6 separate regions of the Mus musculus genome follow, and regions 2, 3, 4, 5 and 6 are each linked to region 1. A link is a contact called in public HiChIP or PLAC-seq and promoter capture Hi-C data. All regions are on one chromosome and are shown on one strand. The core of a region is the stretch at or near the end of the contact, and the rest is flanking DNA. Distances in the headings are between cores, read along the strand shown. Region 1 holds the start of Ergic2 (ERGIC and golgi 2). Region 2 overlaps Ppfibp1 (PTPRF interacting protein, binding protein 1 (liprin beta 1)). Region 3 holds the start of Bicd1 (BICD cargo adaptor 1). Region 4 holds the start of Mrps35 (mitochondrial ribosomal protein S35). Region 5 overlaps Resf1 (retroelement silencing factor 1). Region 6 holds the start of E330012B07Rik (RIKEN cDNA E330012B07 gene).

Region 1 (2,583 bases), core at 29-2,528:
CATGTTTCTTTAATGTGTACCTCCGAAGTGAAATCAGGTGTAATACTCAGCAAAGCAGTCAAGTTTACTATCTGAAAGAAAGCTGCTTCCCAGGACCCTCACTACAAAAGCATGGAATTTCTATTTCTCAGGATCTTCCTCTACAAGCTGGAATAGTAACTTAAGGTTAACTAATAAGAAAGGTAGGCAAAGAGACCTTCCGCAAGGCAGCAGCACACTCGTTTCTTTAGGTACGGACGTACACTGGAGGTTGGAGAAGTGAAATTCGGAATTACAACTTCAAACCAATGAAGAATGCCTAATTTAACTATCTTTAATTGCTTCCGAACGAAAGCCTATCTCGAAACACCGAAACAGCTGTTACTTGCCTATAGCCTAGGGCACCGAATTGCACGCCTAAAGTTAATGACACGTTTGCCCGTAGATCTCCGAGATCTCGTCTACGATACCCACGGCGGTCCCGTATCAGGAGCTGAGCCGTCATCCCCTGGATGGGTCAACAGCTGACAAACGGGACACACACACACCACCTGCCTCGGCGTCTGCGCCCGCCCCGGCCCCTCTCTAGGCCCGGCTTTTAATTTACGGCGAGAGTGACCACGGTGCTGGCAGGGTCGCTGCTGTCCACGACAGCCTGGACGAGACAACGAAGGGCGCGGCCGATCACCGAAGCTCCCTGGCCGCGGGCGCGGACGCCGGCGGCACTCGGCAGGAACGCCCCCGGGCAGCGGAGCGGCTCCGCGGCCAGCTGCTCCGCAGAGCCGCGACGAGTACAGGCCAGTGCCAGGCCTGGGAGCCCCCTCAGCCGCGCCCAGGTCCCCGTCCGCCCGTAACCGCCGAAGGAAACGGCCCCGGCAGGGTTTTAGCGTCTTACCTAGTGGTACGGTCCCAGCCGACCGCCATGTTTCACAGAAGCCCGGGTCGCCCGAGCCCGGCGCACACGAAGATCTCGCGAGAACAAGAGCAACTCTCACGGCTGACCATGTCCGAAGGGAGCGCAAATGGAGAACTCGCGATACTTTCCGCGTTGACGGTATGTGATCTAATCAAGCGGCGCGGTCAACCTGAAAGGGGCGTGGCTACGTGGAAACTAAGTGAAAATAGGAGGCCGGTCCCTTTCCAGGAAGGGGAAGTTACCTTCCGCCTGACCCCGAGACAAACCGACTGGAACGGCGCTCCGCACTACAGACCGGAAGTGATCACCAGCCACCTTAAGGCGCCGGCCACACTGCAGCTCAGGTGGTTGAGAGGCCTCCGGCTTTGCGTCTTCATTTATTCCGGTCTACAACACCTAAACCTCCCTTGTCGGGCGTGGAGAACGGTTTCGATTATTCGGTCAGTGTGCTTAAGGATTCCCTAAAAGTAAGCTACGCAAGAAAGCCCGACAGTGTGTGCTCATGGCCCTTCACAGCACAGGACGGAATAGAGGGGCTTTGGAAAAAAAGTTGGCTCCGAAATGCTGGAGAGGAACCCACTCAAGCTCCCGTCCTACCCATTTGCTACCAAATTTTACAGGCACGCGTTGTGGTTTAAAAACAGTTTTAAGGAAAGCGTACTTATGACGAATGTCTACACAGAAAGCACTGTTTTCTCTAATCTTCACAATACTATTGCCAAGAAATACCACTATTTACTTGGTTAGTAGGTAAGGGTTTGAGTTTTAAGAGGGAGGTAAAGAGTAGTTAAGAGCTGTCAAAGAGAAACAGGCTGGGAGATCTTGACTACAGATTGACTGTGTGTATACTCCTTTACTGAAAAGAGACCCTCATCCTTCAAACCAAGGACAAATGCATGCACTCTGGTGGCAATTTAATCTCCAGACTTTCAAGACTACTCCAATTAATCATAAATTCCTATTTGACTTAAGGTTCGTGGATAATAAACACAGCCTCAAGCCAAGATTACCTAAATTAAATATCCAATCTAACTTGTTAATATCGTGACTTTGAGCATATTGCATTTCTTTGTATCTCTATCCCCTCATCTGTCAAATGGGCATAATAATGTGTTGATACATGTCTAAAATGCAAACTTACCTCACTTGTAATCTATCGGCAGCTCCTCCCTGTCGTCTCCATACCCAGGTCTACAGTGTATAGGCTGTAGCTTGGATAAAGGCAGGACTGTTGTTCATTTAGTTACACCTGATCCTTTGTCTCCAGGGCACGTTTCCTTTAGAGTAATAACGATCCCCCTGAGAGTTGGGTTTCACAACATAGCAAAACTAAATAATTTGACCCTGCTATTTTTAGAAAAACAATTTTAAAAGCTAACAAGCATAAAAGTTAATTTTTCCCGAAGAGTGAAACTTCTTAACCAATGAATCAATCATTTAGCTTCTCTGGTTTTCTTTAATGCTTCTCTTTCTTTGCTTCGTTTTGTTGTTTTGTCTGGTGCTTGGCATCAGATTTGGAGCCTGATACAAGTGAAGCTGTACCACTGAACTACATTGCCAGGAAGACCTGCCTGACTTTATAGGTTAATTTTCATATTATTGGTGGCATAATATATGGGAAACAGTCTGCTTTTTAGAGACTCCATCCCATTATGTTTCATTTATTGAAGAGAGGTTTAGGAGTAGGG
Region 2 (2,583 bases), core at 62-2,561, 1.2 Mb before region 1:
TGTGCTGTCAATCTTCTTCATGTTCTTTCTTTTTGTTGTCAATCTTCTGTTGTTTACTATAAAACTGAGAGCATAGATTAGCAGATCAGCAGAAGAGAAAAAAACTTACAAGGCAGAACATGAGACCCCAGTTCCTCTCTGCTGTAAAGAAAACTTAGAATTTTTCTTTATATGAATGGATATTTTGCCTACCCATATGTCTGTGTACCAAGCATATACAGTGAAGGTATCAGGTTTGTGTGTGTGTGTGTGTGTGTGTGTCTGTCTGTCTGTCTGCCTGCCTGTCTCACAACAGAGAATTGTGAGCCACCATGTCAGTGCTGGGAATTGAGCCATGCTCTGAAAGAACAGACAGTGTAGTCCCTAACCTCCCCATCTCTCCTAAGGATAGCTTTGGAAAGGCACTGTATTGTATCCGTGCCAATGAGTTGCTCAATTCTACCTCTATAAATGGACTGGCTTCTAGGTTGTATAAATGACCAGGTATGCTCCTGTGAGGAAGAGAGCCTTGTATGTAACAGTAACAGTGGGGTGGGGCCACCTCTGAAGGACTTAATAGGTATTCTAAACGGGAAGTATAGTGGGTGGATGCTTCAGAAAGCAGTAAAACTTTGTAGCTGTGATTGAGGAGAAGTGCCATCTAGTGGTGTGTGGCAGCCATGTCGCTTCCACTTCTGTTAGCTCTTACAGTTTCTAGACATCCTTCTCCACTGTAAATATCACATCTGGTATGTGTTGAACGCGAAGTCTAAAGAACATCACAAAAGCAGATGAGAAGATAGGAGGGTGACGTAACCATAAGATGCTTAGGACTTGGTTGTGTTTACATAAAACCTATTGCAGGATTAAGGTCTGTCTGGCAGACTGGAGGAATGATAGCTGGCTGCCTGCTCTGAGGGCCTGGATACCCACCCTGTGCCAAAGCATTTCCTGGGGTGTTGCACAAATTCTGGAGCCCCAGCCAGTCCAGATCTGAGCCTGGTGTTCCTGGTTCCATCCAGTTGGTACCAGTCAGCATCTTTCAGTGGCATTGCAGCTAACTGCAAGGGGTTAGGAGAGTTAGAGATGTTTCACTTTTAGAAACAGGTGATGCCTGCTCCTGAGACTTGACACTTGCCCTGGGAGGGTCCTCCAGGGATTTAAGAGTCCAGGTTTGCTAGTTTCTTTGGGAGTAACTTGGTGCTGTGAAACTCACTGTCCCCTGGCACATTCCTCAGCCTGTTCCTACTTCCTGTGTCTTTACTCTGACATTCAGCACACAGTGAGAAAGGAATTTATTACTTGGCTCAAGAGGACCTGTAGATAATTGACTTGTGCCTTTTGGTTGAGTGTTTGTTTCTGAGGGCTGAGGGGGAGAGGGGAGTCTGCAGTTGTATTGTTAAGACTTGAGTTCAGTCTTAACAAACAGCACTTGCTGAGGGCAGTGAAGGCACGCTGCTGTCATGGCCACTCTGCGCCGGCTGCCCCCACCTGAGAACTCTGCAGACTTGGTAATATGATGGTGGACACTGCTCTGAGGTTTTCCCAGAAGTTCAGGACACTTGCTTTAATGTCAGCTGGGGTGTCTCAGTGTGCTGCTGTGTGACACAGGTGACTAAGATCACTGAGAAGACATAGGCACCTTGTTTTCAAAGGTCTGAAAAGCATTCCTGAGAGCCGCATGAAAAGAGGGGCCTTGTGGAGAGCAGCAGAGAATCACTGCAGGAGGCTGGAGCACACTCTAGCTGAGCAGCTCTAAGTCTGATTCTGAGACAAGCCAGAGGCCCAGAGAGAGCACAGCCCACATGTTGGCCCTAAAGTATGCACACTCACATTTTTGCACTTCAGAAACACGTGCACTTGGGATTGGAATGTTTTCCATGTAAGCAATAAAGACTGGCTGGTGTGATGATTATTTAGCAGGTCAGAAGTTGGCTACTAATGCCTCGTTTCTACACTCTGCCTCACAGCTTAGAAGCCTTGATTTGCAGACATTGAACTTAGCATCACTCATTTCATTGAAGATGGCATTTTTGTAACCTCTACTGATTGTGAGATGACCCTCCTGTCAGTCTGTCTCTTGACCTCTGCTGCTGCAGCTCCAGGGCCCGATCCTCAGGTTCTTGGATTAGAAAAAGCATTGTGAGAATATTCCAGGGCAACTTAGATATGGTGGTTTGAATATGCTTGCCCCAGGGAGTGGCAGTATTAGGAGGTGTAGCCTTGTTGGAGGAAGGGTGTCACTGTGAGGGTGGGATTTGAGACCCTCCTCCTAGCCACGTGGGAGCCAGTCTTCTGATCTTCACCTTTTGGATGAAGATGTTGAACTCTTAGCTCCTCCAGTGCCACGCCTGTCTGGACACTGCTATGGATCTGCCTTGATGCTAATGGACTGAACCTCACAACCTGTAGTAAGCCAGCCCCAATTAAATGTTGTCCTGTATAAGAGTTCTTGATCATGGTGTCTCTTCATAGCAATGGAAGCCCTAAGATATTAGACATAAACAGAAGCTATGTGTTTGGCTCAGACATATTTTTTTTTTTTTTGCCAACTTAAAGCTATGCTTGATAGACACACAGTCCTCCATTAGTGATTCCTGTGTA
Region 3 (2,583 bases), core at 42-2,541, 1.2 Mb after region 1:
ACTGCATTTTTTCTACTGTTATGACTTGTAATGTAAATGTCTGATATGAGACCTTTGTGAAAGGATTGTTCAAGCCCTGAAGGGGTTTCTACCCACAGGTTGAGAACCACTGGCCTAGAGACTTACTGAGCACCTGCAGATGTTATACAACAATTTCCTCCCAGATAGAACAGTTCATCTTAACAGAATTTCAATATACAGGATGTTCTAAAGAGAAGTAAAACATTCCATCCTTCTAGGAAGCTCTTAAACCCAGGAAGTAAACAACTCAAAGGCTTCCGTAAATTCATGAAACTAATGAGATTCACTCCTTCCCCAAGGATATATAATCAGGAAAGCAGGCCGAGAGTTGGGACAGACATGCTTAGCTACCTAGGAGAGACACAAATCACCAGAGCTATGTGAAACAGACAGTCTCCAACCTACTGAGCTGCTTTCAAGTTGTGTAGTATGGTTCAGGTTTTCCAGTGTCTATGATCTGTCACCCCTGGGGTGGGCTTTTGGTGATGTAGATATTTTTGAGTCATTTCTGTTTCTGTAAATAACCCCTCACTTATATTCCTTTAAATATTATTTCAATAAAACCCGTTGGTTCATCAAGTTGGACTGTGGTGGTAGCCTTACTGGGGTGAATAGATATTTGTTCACATCTCTCCAGTAATTACGTTATGCAGTAAGGTAGTATGATGAACTAAGTGCACAGAGGCTTAGGTTGGGGGACAGCAAAGTTCTCTGGTAGAGTGTTAGGTGGACTAGACCAAATTAGACAGAGTCTGAGAAAGGAGGAAGGACTCCCAAGGTACATCTATCAAGCTTTGGAAAAGCAGCATTCTTGAAAGCACTAGCTCTGTTTGTTTTCTGTGGGCTCACTGCACTCCAGTAGGCTTCGAATTCCCACCTCAGAAAACTTAGCCCGTTGGAGGCCTTCTTAGTGTTCTGATCTTTCAGACACCAATCACCCTTTCCAACACCCTTGCCCTTTCTTCAGCTGCCCTGGCTTCCTCAGTCTAGCATCTCTTCTCAGATGCAGTCCTCTTCCATCCCCCAGCCTCCTTAGCCTCCACTTCTCTTTAAGACACCCATTTTCCTCAGCCTTCATTCCGCCTCAGCGCGGTTCCCCCTCCTCAGCCCTCCGTAGTCTCCCATCATTCCTCAGCTAGTTCTGGGTCCCTCTGCCCTCATCCCTCTTCAGCAGTCGGCTGTGCTGCGCTGCGAGGCTCGGTGGGGTTTTGGATTTGCTCCTCCCCTTCCCTACCTCCCTGCATTCTGAGTGGCTGAGAGGAAGAGGACCAGTTGGAGTCCGCATCTGTGTGCACTGGCTGCCGCAGGGCCCAGCAAGCAGGTGGAGCTCAGCCTCCCACGGAGCATTGGGCGGTGGACCGCAGTGACGCGGCCTGAGACATGGCGGCCACGCGCCTCTGAGGCCGCAGAACCGGAGTCTCTTGCTGCGCGAGTTGCCCCTTGGCCATGCAGCTTGGCTGCTGACTGCCCCGGCGCGTGGCCCGGAGGATCCCGGCTGCGGTCATCACCTTGCAGTCTCCATGCTGCAGGGTATATTCCTCCCATATTCCATGTATTCCTCCTCAGTGCTTCCGGCCGTGTAGCCGCAGCTGCCGGCCGGGCCTCAGGGCGCTCTACCTATTATTCATCAGGCACTTTTCTTTTCCATTTTTATTTTCATTCCTATTTGCTTCTCCTTTTCCCTTCTGCTTTGCGTCTATCTCCGCCACCCCGCTATGGCCGCAGAGGAGGCGCTGAAGACGGTAGACCAATATAAGACTGAAATAGAGAGACTGACCAAGGAGCTCACAGAAACGACCCATGAGAAGATCCAGGCTGCAGAGTATGGGCTGGTGGTGCTGGAGGAGAAACTGACTCTCAAGCAACAGTATGACGAGCTGGAGGCCGAGTATGACGGCCTCAAACAAGAGCTGGAGCAGCTCAGAGAGGTGAGCAACCCGTCTCCTATTTCCCTCTCCAGGTTTGGCATTTCTCAGTGCCAGTCATCACTGTAAAGAAGTCAGAAGGGATATGGCCAGAAGGACTTCATCTTAGAGCCCTTTGTTGATAAGAGAATATTGAAAGAGTCCATTGTTTTCACCAATAGAAAAATTACCCAAGAAATGAATGCATAAGCTGGAATGGGAAGCTCTTTATTATGTGGGGGAGGGAGAGTCACAAGAAGTCTTCAGGCATCCGTGCTGGCAGGTAACATTGAATTGGGTTGAAATGCATAAATCAAACTTCTCAAACTGCTGTTATTTCAAACCCAGATATCAATGACCATAATCCATCCAATTGATGAGGTTTGTGCCTGAGGACCTACAATTTCAGGATGGTAGAATTTGGTACTTCAGTCGTCTGCTGAGTAATTGCTCCTTGGTGAAATAGGAACTAGTTATTAGGACTCACCAGTCCCGTTTGACGTTGGCTTTAGTCCTTGTCATGGGGCTGTAGGAGCAAAACAACTTTGCTGGGTGGTTTTGCTGCCCTTAATTTCACCTCTGTGCAAGGCTGGGCTATGCTTATGTCTTATAGAAGGCACCCTGAGACTGAGGAAAATCAAAATCATCTCCATATGGT
Region 4 (2,583 bases), core at 51-2,550, 1.2 Mb before region 1:
AAACTTCTGCTGGCAAACTAATACATGCTTTATACTGTAAACCATCTTTGCTTACTGATACTTTATAAAGGAGTTACTTGTAAAGATGATTTTTAATCTGTGTGTGTGAGCCATAGGACTGTGCACATGACTGCAGGTGCTCATGGAAGCCAGAGCCTATGAAGCAAGAGCTACTTAAGGTTATGGGCCTTTCTGCACTGGTCTAAGGAATCCAGTTCTGGTCCACCGCAAAAATAATACATGAAAAGACAAGGTCAAAATTTAAACTCGAACAATCTAGTTCAAAAGGCCACTTGAACAAACAAACAAAGTGGTAGGGGTGCAGCCACACTGTGCCATTGTGTTGTCCCCTCATCCCCCAAGGCCTTTGCCTCTGGTGCTTGTTACTTTCTCTGTTGGATGGCAGTCATTTAAGAAGTATAACGGCATTGGGGCATGATGGTGCATGCCTTTAATCCCAGCACTCGGGAGGCAGAGGCAGGCGGATTTCTGAGTTCGAGGCCAGCCTGGTCTACAAAGTGAGCTCCAGGACAGCCAGTGCTACACAGAGAAACCCAGTCTCGGAAAAAAACAAAACAAAAAAACTATAAAGACTGCTAAAATGTTAAAGCCTTACCCCTGGAGTTTAACCCTCAGAACCTAGGTGGTGATGGGATAGAACCAAAGAACTAATTCCCTTAAACTGTTCTCTTACTAGTGCACACACACACACACACACACACACACACACACACACACACACACACACACACAGAGTAATTAAAAGCTAGGTGTTATGCTATATTCCAGCAATTGGGAGACTAGAGCAGCATGATTGTAAAGAAAGAGAAAGGGCAGAAGGAGAAGGAAGAAAATGGAACAAAGAAAAAAATGGGCTGAAGAGGTGGAGAGGTGGTGCATTGATTAAGCAGGGACTACTCTTCCAAGGGACTAAGGTTCGGTTTCCAGCATCCACGAGGAAGCCCATTATTTCCCTAACTCCATGTCCGCTGCTGGCGCAGTGAGCAATACAGGCACATGGTGTGCTGATATGCAGGAAAACACCGATATACATAAAATATACAAATAAACGGGAAAGGAGAAAAACGTCTTAGAGCAGCCATTAAAACAAACAAACAAACAAACAAACAAACAAACAAACAAACAGGCCAGTAGACGTAGACTGTGAGACTTCTAGGTCAGAGTCCCCATCATTCCACAACAGTCAACCAAGAGCCACAGCTCCACTATCCCTTTGCCCAGTGCTCTTCCGTTCCCAGGTTACACACTTCCGGTCCCGCCCCCTCCCGGCGGTGCTTGTCCGCTCCGGCTCGCCGTCCTTTATCATGGCGGCCGCCGCGCTGCAGCTGAGGCAGACCCTGTGCCCGGGAGCGCGCGTCCTGCGCACCTTCTCCTCGGTCGCCAGCCCCGCGGCTCCGAGAGCCGGCCCGCGTGAGTGTGGGTGCGTCGCTGCGGGCTGGGGGGCGGGGAGAAAGGAGGCCGTGCGCTCCGTGACCTTCCTGTGTTTTTCTGGAGGTCGTCGCGCATTTCCACGAGTGCGTTCGCTGAGCCCGGCACACCGCAGGGGTTCGGGGCGCACTGTAGTGTGAGAGGCGGTGCAAGCGTGGGGCTGGAGGGAATGCAGCGATGGGAGCCGCGTGCAAGAGTGGGCAGCAGGAAAGGCTCGGCCAGGAGCGGGCACCTGCCCACCAGGGCCTTCCCCGCCGCCTCTCCTGCAGGGCATGCTTCTTCCTTCCGCGCTCGCTCTCCTGCAGACCTGCTCACAGCACGTCGTGCCTTTCCACTCCCTTGTTGAAAATCCACAAATGGTTTCCGGGCAAATTATAGATTACTTAATACATCATAGTGGCTCCTCATAGTCCTAAGATGTGTCTATCCCCAAGTTTTCGCTCTTTTATTCTCTTAAGTGTGTTAGGCAGAGTTGCAGAGGTTAGCAGTCTATCAAAGTTTTGAAGTAGCGCGTAGACACAGGTAAACGGTAACAATAAAACTTATTATCACGAAGAAAAAGAAAGCACAGTATTGAAAACGATATGCTGTTGAAGAAGTGGCTATAAGGTAGGATGGAATAGTGAGGAGAAACCTCCCAGAGGAAAAGATGTTTGAGCAGTCACGACGATTTGAGAGAAGAGCGCTGTTCTTCTCAAAGAGGTTAGACATGATCAAGGAAAAGAAAGGGACACCCGGGCCAGAGGTGTTCAAGTAAAGGGTCGAGTGGCAATCCAAGATGTCAGAGTAGTGGGCTGAGCTTTAAGGATTTGGGGGCGTTTGGTTTTGATTTGAGCTTGGACTTTGTTAGAAGTCGAGGATCACACTATAATAGAGAAGTGACATGGTTTCTACTTGTGAAGGATCTATCACTGGCATCTGCGTGGTGACTCACTTCAGCAGGGTAAGACTGCAAGACCTATTTGGAGGCTGTTGGTATTCCAAGCAAGATGATGGTAACAGTGCAGAAGGTGGTTTGGCTTATTATCGGATGTAGTTTGAGGATGAAGCCAAGTAGGATTTACTGATGGATTTGATGTAGGCCTTGAAGATAAACCCTTTCCTGAGCCGTTGGATGAGTGTTAGTGCCGTTTA
Region 5 (2,583 bases), core at 55-2,554, 1.1 Mb after region 1:
CCAGAAACATCTGTGTAGAAACTGTGCTATGTGACTCGGGGCACACGAAGACCAGTAAGCATTCTGCAGCAGTAAGCTGGGGAAAGTTAGTTGAGGGGCAGAGTATCAGTGCAGAGACTGCAAAAGAACTGGAACATAATTCTAGCAGCCATGGTAAAGACTTCAAGATCCATCACTCTGAGGCGTCTAGAACACACAGTGTGTCAAATAATAATAAAGGAAAGTTTGATGGGAAGCAGCCTGATAAAATGTTTAAAAATAAGACCAGTATGAATAATGAGTCCAACCAGATGCCTCTCCAGGTAAAAGAACAAAGGAAACAGTACTTGAATCGAGTTGCGTTTAAATGCACAGAACGGGAAAGCATATGTCTCACCAAATTGGATAGTGCATCCAAGAAGCTTAGTATAGAGAAAAAGAGTGGGGAATATACATCTAAGACAAAAGACACAGACAAACCTAGTATGCTGGAGTTTAAATTATGTCCAGATGTGCTATTGAAGAATACAAGCACTGTTGACAAGCAGGATTGTCCTGGTCCTGGTCCTGAGAAAGAGCAAGCACCTGTGCAAGGTCCAGTATAATTTTTTTTCTCTCCCTTTTTTTCATGGGGGAATGGGGAAAGTTCCACATAGTTCAGACTGGTGTTAAACCATCATCAAGGTTGGTTTAATTCTGATCATTTTGTTTTCATCTCCCAAGTGTGTAAGCCACGGGCCCAACTATTGGTTTTATGTATGAGGAACAGTAGAGGTGTAATCCTAGGAGTGGCTGAGTAAATAGGGCAGCATTTTTTTTATGTTTGTTGCTTTTTATTTTAAATTACAGTAAATTAGTACTGACAATATTTTCAACTTTAACATTTACTAAATACAAATATTTAGTCCCAAAGAGACTACACTATGAAAAGCATTTTTATTCTTTTGTGTGTGGGGGGTGGGGGTGGGGGTGAAAGTTTTAAAAGTATCAAGTGTACATTTATTTCAAGAAGTTTTGAGTTTTGATGTATTGGTGGTCAAACCACTGGTATTAGACCCTGAACCACAGCCAGAGTCTGGGTTTTAGTTTCCTTTTGTACTTGTAATTTCAAAGAGGCTCCTGTGTGAAACTTTGTTCCAAATATTGGAAGGTACTGTACTTGTTATAGTGGGTCAGTTTGTTACTTTGACTGACACTGAGGATAAAGTTATCCCCAAAGTTAAAAGGTAGCATCTATTTTACCTATTAAATACAAGGCCTGTAAGAGCTGTATGTGCTTGGAACAAATTAATCTCAAATTAGTCAGTCACAAAGGTCTAAATGGTGACTGGGTAGAGTCGTACATGTGGAATGCTGGTGGCAGAAGAATCTAGGGAATTTAAGTCCAGCCTTGGCTATAAGACTTTGTTTCAAAAACTAAAAACAATGAAACCAGAATAGCAATTATGAGTCATAGGTAGCATCTCTGAAAGGCAGAATTAAAGGGGTATATGGATGAGTAGTTGTGATCATAAGAGGTTGTGAAACTGTAGGTATTATAGCTAATACATTGTATAATAAAACTCAGATTGGAAAAATATGGGATTTTAGTTGAAGTTTTAGTTTAATCTGGGTTTTTTTCCCTCTGGTTATGTCTGTTGGGGTGAATAAAACTATAGCATAAATGGTATTCTTTGTTGAAGGTTATAGGTATAGAATACAAAAATACTTTTGTTTAAGATAGCTGATTTCAAGGCCAGGCAAGATGGCACATACCAACACTTGGGAGGCAAAGGCAGGTGGATCTCTGTGTAGTTGAGACGAGCTTGGTTTACATCAAGAGATACATAATGGGATCCTGTCAACAACAAATAAAACTAAAACCAAAAAAGGTTGATTTCAGTAGGCATTTTGTATTAGGTTTTTAGAATCTGAGAACTTGGGTGTAAATAGAAATTTGGGATTGAGCAGGGGCAGTAGCTTCCTCTCTCATACCTGTAAATGCCCTGAGAAATGTTGGTGATTCAGCCAAGAAAATGTTTTCTTAATGTGACAATTAAAAACTATTCATTTTCTTGTTGTAAAATATACACACGGGGAAAATGATTTCCAAGCCCCTTAAAGTTTGTATTATCTATGGAATATAGGTATGGCATATCATCAGTATTATATACATTTAGGTGAGGTTTTGATAGTTTTCATTAAGCTAAAATGGAGGAGTAAAAGTTATATATCTTAAAACAAGTATTTAAACAGTTTCAGGAATAAAAAGTACAAAAGAAGACTGGTTAAAATGCATCCCTACAAGGACAAAGATGCCTGAATCAAGTCAAAGAGGTAAGCCATCATGTTTCCTTTTTTTGTTTTGTTTTTAAGTTGCTAGATTGTGTATGAATAACATGGATATAATTACAATATTATCACAGTGCACAGTTTTATTGATAATCTTGTTTTTTAGTCATTTGGTTTTGTTTTGAGACAGGGTTTCTCTGTGTAGCTCTGGCTGTCCTGAAACTCACTCTGTAGACCAGGCTGACTCAGAAATTCGCCTGCCTCTGTCTCCCAAGTGCTGGGATTAAAGGTGTGCGCCACCACACCTGGCAGGTATTTTTTTCTGAAGGTAAA
Region 6 (2,583 bases), core at 45-2,544, 1.0 Mb before region 1:
AGTTTTTCTCAAAGGAAATGTACGTTCTACTCGAGAGTATCTTCTTAAGAGGAGTGCTCACTAAATATTTTTCAAATAGGTGACTACACTAAGGTGAGGTTGTACTGGATTTAGAAACTGGATTTAGAGCGTGTTAGGACACCCCACCCGACCCTCGCCTCACTCCCTTTTGCCTTGTGAACACCAGTCTGGGAGGCCCGTTTTAGACACTGCCTCCATCGATCTCTTCTGCTGTACTGTGAGCTCTATGAGGGCATCTTGGTTTCTTAGAATCTTGCTATTGAACAGTGTTTGTGTTTTATTTTGGGGTATGTGTTGTGTGTGCACTAAGATGTGGGTGTGTGAGAATGTCAGATGTCTTCCTCTCTCACTCTCTGTCTTATTGCCCTGAGACAGGGTCTTCCACTGAGAGGCTAAGCTGGCTGGCTGGCCATCGAGCTCTCAGAATCTACCTGCCTCCACTCCCCAATGCTGGAGTTACTGGCACACACAGCTATGCCCTGCTGCGTGTGTGTGTGTGTGTGTGTGTGTGTGTGTGTGTGTGTGCTGGGTATTGGAATCCAATCCTCATGCTTTTAAAATAAGCACTCTTACCCGTTGAGTCATTTCCTCAGCTCCCCCCCCCCCTGTATTAATTGTAGCAAAGTATTTGCAACATGAAATTTCCCATTTTGGCCATTCTGAAAGTGTCCTGTCCAGTGGCATTGAAAATGATGACTCTTTGTAGCCACCATCCCTTTCTATCTTGTAAAATGGAAACTCTATGTCATTGAACAATAGCTGTCCAGCTTCTTTGTGTATAGTGCAGGCTAGCCTCTAACTCCTGGTCTGGCCTTGAACACATGCCCTTCTTCCTCCACCACCCCCATATTGGGATTATAGATTCAGGCACCACACCTTGCTTCAGTGCGCTCACTGAGCAATCTAATGGCTAAAAATGTTGAATGTTTTTCATGACAATATGCATTTCTTCATTTGAAAACTGCTCAGTTTATCCTTTCATTTATTGATGGGGTTATTGGTTCTTTGAGTGTTTAATGATTTGAGTTCTTTATATATGGTGGACATTAGTCCCTGTGCTGGTTGGTTTTTGAGAACTTGACACAAGCCTGAACATACCCAGGGGAGGAAAATCATACCAGAGAAACTGTTTAGATAAGCTTGGCCTGTGGGTACATCTGTGGGGCATTCTGTTGATTGCTAATTGATGTGGGAGGGGCCAGCCCACGGTAGGCGGAGTCATCTCTGGGCAGGTAACCTGGGTTGTATAAGAAAGGTAGCTGAGCAAGTCAGGGAAAGGAAGGCAGTAAGCAACTGTTCTCCTGCCTTGAGTTCCTGCCTCAGCTACCCTGGGATAGACTGAAACCTGTAAGTGAAAATTATCCTTTTTCTGCCTAATGTGCTTTTTGGTCAGGGTTTATCACAGTTACAGAGAAGCAAACCAGGTCAGGCCCCTAAGAGATCACAAGCAACAAAGTATTTTCTTCCGTCCTGCACACTGATTCTCTCTGTTGTGTAAAAGCCCCTTATTTTAATTTTTCATGTTTGGAGCCATTTCCGGAGCTAGAGCTGCCCTCTCAGAAAGCCTCCTCTGCTGTGTTTTGAGCTGTTGCTCCTGTGCTTTCGTCCAGTGGTTGCAGGTCTTACAGTAAGTTTCTGGTCCACTGTGGTCTGACTTTTGTGCAAAGTGAGACCTGTGAATCTGGTTTCAGTTTTCCACGTGAGGCTATCCAGATTCATCAGAAACATTTGTTCAACAGGCATTGTTTTTCTAAACACACATTTTTTTTCTGTACCTGTGGGGGAAATCATGGCTATAACTGTATATTGGTATAAAGGAAAAACAATAACTTCTAGTATGTTGATCTTGTGCCCCTTTGCTGAAGGTGTTTACCAGACCTCAGAGTCTCATGGGAGTCTTTAGAGCATTCCCATTGTAGGATGACGTCATCTACAAACAAGTATACTCCAGTTTCTTTGTTTTCTATTTGTTTCCTTTTAATTCCTGTTTCTGTCTTATTGCTTTCATTTCAGCTTAAATCACTGTAAAGAGAGTGGACATTGCCACACTGCTATTGATTTTAGAGAAAATGTTTTTGGTGTTCTTCATTCTGTAAGCTCTAGCTCTGACCCATGTGCCCTTGATTATGGTCCCTTTCTTTCTAGTATCTTCAGAGCCTTTATCACAAAAGATGTTATGTTATATAAAAGGCCTTTCTGTTCCATTGAGATGATAATTTGTGTTGACCTTGATTCTCTTTGCATGTGGTACATTTGTTGATATATATATGCTGAACTGTCTGTCCTTTTTGGGGCAAAAGCAGCCAGTGATATTTTTATTTTTATTAAAATGTTTATATTTTATTTTATTTCATGTGTTTAGGTGTTTTGCTTGCATGCATGTGCAGTGCCCACAGAGGCCATTGACCATTGACCCAGACATGGCCTCAGGTGGCAGCACAAACTACTCACATCAGGCTGTTCCTCATCACCCTCACATTTCCAGTTTCTCCTCTTATCATACTGCATAAACTGTTCTTTTTCTTCTGTCTCTCCACCACACACTTGCCATGATAGTGGTGC

What was found. Promoter capture Hi-C pulls out the DNA fragments that hold promoters and counts their contacts. HiChIP or PLAC-seq counts read pairs in DNA pulled down with a chosen protein or histone mark. Capture Hi-C pulls out chosen DNA fragments and counts their contacts.
Region 2: a contact with region 1 is called in an H3K27ac HiChIP or PLAC-seq map of extraembryonic endoderm stem cells, with 7 times the contacts expected there. The contact joins the enhancer-like site here to the promoter of Ergic2 in region 1. A contact is called at or near these places in 1 of 39 promoter capture datasets (hippocampal neurons) and 5 of 115 datasets of contacts at active chromatin or transcription factors (astrocytes, differentiating embryonic stem cells, embryonic stem cells and 2 more).
Region 3: a contact with region 1 is called in a promoter capture Hi-C map of adipose tissue, with 2.9 times the contacts expected there. The contact joins the promoter of Bicd1 here to the promoter of Ergic2 in region 1. A contact is called at or near these places in 10 of 39 promoter capture datasets (the 3T3-L1 cell line, 3T3-L1-derived adipocytes, embryonic stem cells and 4 more), 3 of 115 datasets of contacts at active chromatin or transcription factors (astrocytes, cardiomyocytes and embryonic stem cells) and 1 of 9 other capture datasets (adipose tissue).
Region 4: an H3K27ac HiChIP or PLAC-seq map of embryonic stem cells shows a contact between it and region 1, with 4 times the contacts expected there. The contact joins the promoter of Mrps35 here to the promoter of Ergic2 in region 1. A contact is called at or near these places in 3 of 39 promoter capture datasets (embryonic stem cells, hippocampal neurons and pre-B cells), 2 of 484 Hi-C or Micro-C datasets (B cells and embryonic stem cells), 9 of 115 datasets of contacts at active chromatin or transcription factors (astrocytes, differentiating embryonic stem cells, embryonic stem cells and 3 more) and 2 of 9 other capture datasets (embryonic stem cells and liver).
Region 5: a contact with region 1 is called in an H3K27ac HiChIP or PLAC-seq map of the NIH/3T3 cell line, with 4 times the contacts expected there. The contact joins the enhancer-like site here to the promoter of Ergic2 in region 1. A contact is called at or near these places in 8 of 39 promoter capture datasets (the 3T3-L1 cell line, 3T3-L1-derived adipocytes, the C10 cell line and 4 more), 3 of 115 datasets of contacts at active chromatin or transcription factors (the NIH/3T3 cell line, microglia and pro-B cells) and 1 of 9 other capture datasets (macrophages).
Region 6: a contact with region 1 is called in a promoter capture Hi-C map of hippocampal neurons, with 2.7 times the contacts expected there. The contact joins the promoter of E330012B07Rik here to the promoter of Ergic2 in region 1. A contact is called at or near these places in 2 of 39 promoter capture datasets (embryonic stem cells and hippocampal neurons) and 1 of 115 datasets of contacts at active chromatin or transcription factors (large pre-B cells).

Annotation. Positions count from the first base shown.
Region 1 is chr6:148,211,096-148,213,678 of GRCm38.p6, forward strand. Ergic2 (ERGIC and golgi 2) reads right to left here and starts at 1,279. Exons shown (of 14, transcript NM_026168.4): 1 at 875-1,279. 4732416N19Rik (RIKEN cDNA 4732416N19 gene) reads left to right here and starts at 1,193. Exons shown (of 2, transcript NR_015615.1): 1 at 1,193-1,335.
Region 2 is chr6:146,978,365-146,980,947 of GRCm38.p6, forward strand. The region is part of intron 4 of Ppfibp1 (PTPRF interacting protein, binding protein 1 (liprin beta 1)); the gene reads left to right. Among named protein-coding and RNA genes, the nearest start is that of 1700034J05Rik, 25 kb to the left of the region's middle. Within about 2 kb of position 1,312, at least 63 of the 459 cell types and tissues checked have an H3K27ac peak or open chromatin away from gene starts, as enhancers often do. A contact at or near this core is called in astrocytes and extraembryonic endoderm stem cells, where this site is marked.
Region 3 is chr6:149,407,693-149,410,275 of GRCm38.p6, forward strand. It overlaps Bicd1 (BICD cargo adaptor 1), which reads left to right and starts at 1,292. Exons shown (of 9, transcript NM_009753.4): 1 at 1,292-1,949. The coding sequence starts at 1,737.
Region 4 is chr6:147,041,470-147,044,052 of GRCm38.p6, forward strand. It overlaps Mrps35 (mitochondrial ribosomal protein S35), which reads left to right and starts at 1,301. Exons shown (of 8, transcript NM_145573.2): 1 at 1,301-1,431. The coding sequence starts at 1,326.
Region 5 is chr6:149,329,212-149,331,794 of GRCm38.p6, forward strand. Resf1 (retroelement silencing factor 1) reads left to right here. Exons shown (of 5, transcript NM_026054.3): 3 at 1-573; 4 at 2,215-2,295. Among named protein-coding and RNA genes, the nearest start is that of Resf1, 21 kb to the left of the region's middle. Within about 2 kb of position 1,305, at least 14 of the 459 cell types and tissues checked have an H3K27ac peak or open chromatin away from gene starts, as enhancers often do. A contact at or near this core is called in the NIH/3T3 cell line, where this site is marked.
Region 6 is chr6:147,178,947-147,181,529 of GRCm38.p6, forward strand. It overlaps E330012B07Rik (RIKEN cDNA E330012B07 gene), which reads left to right and starts at 1,295. Exons shown (of 3, transcript NR_033640.1): 1 at 1,295-1,368.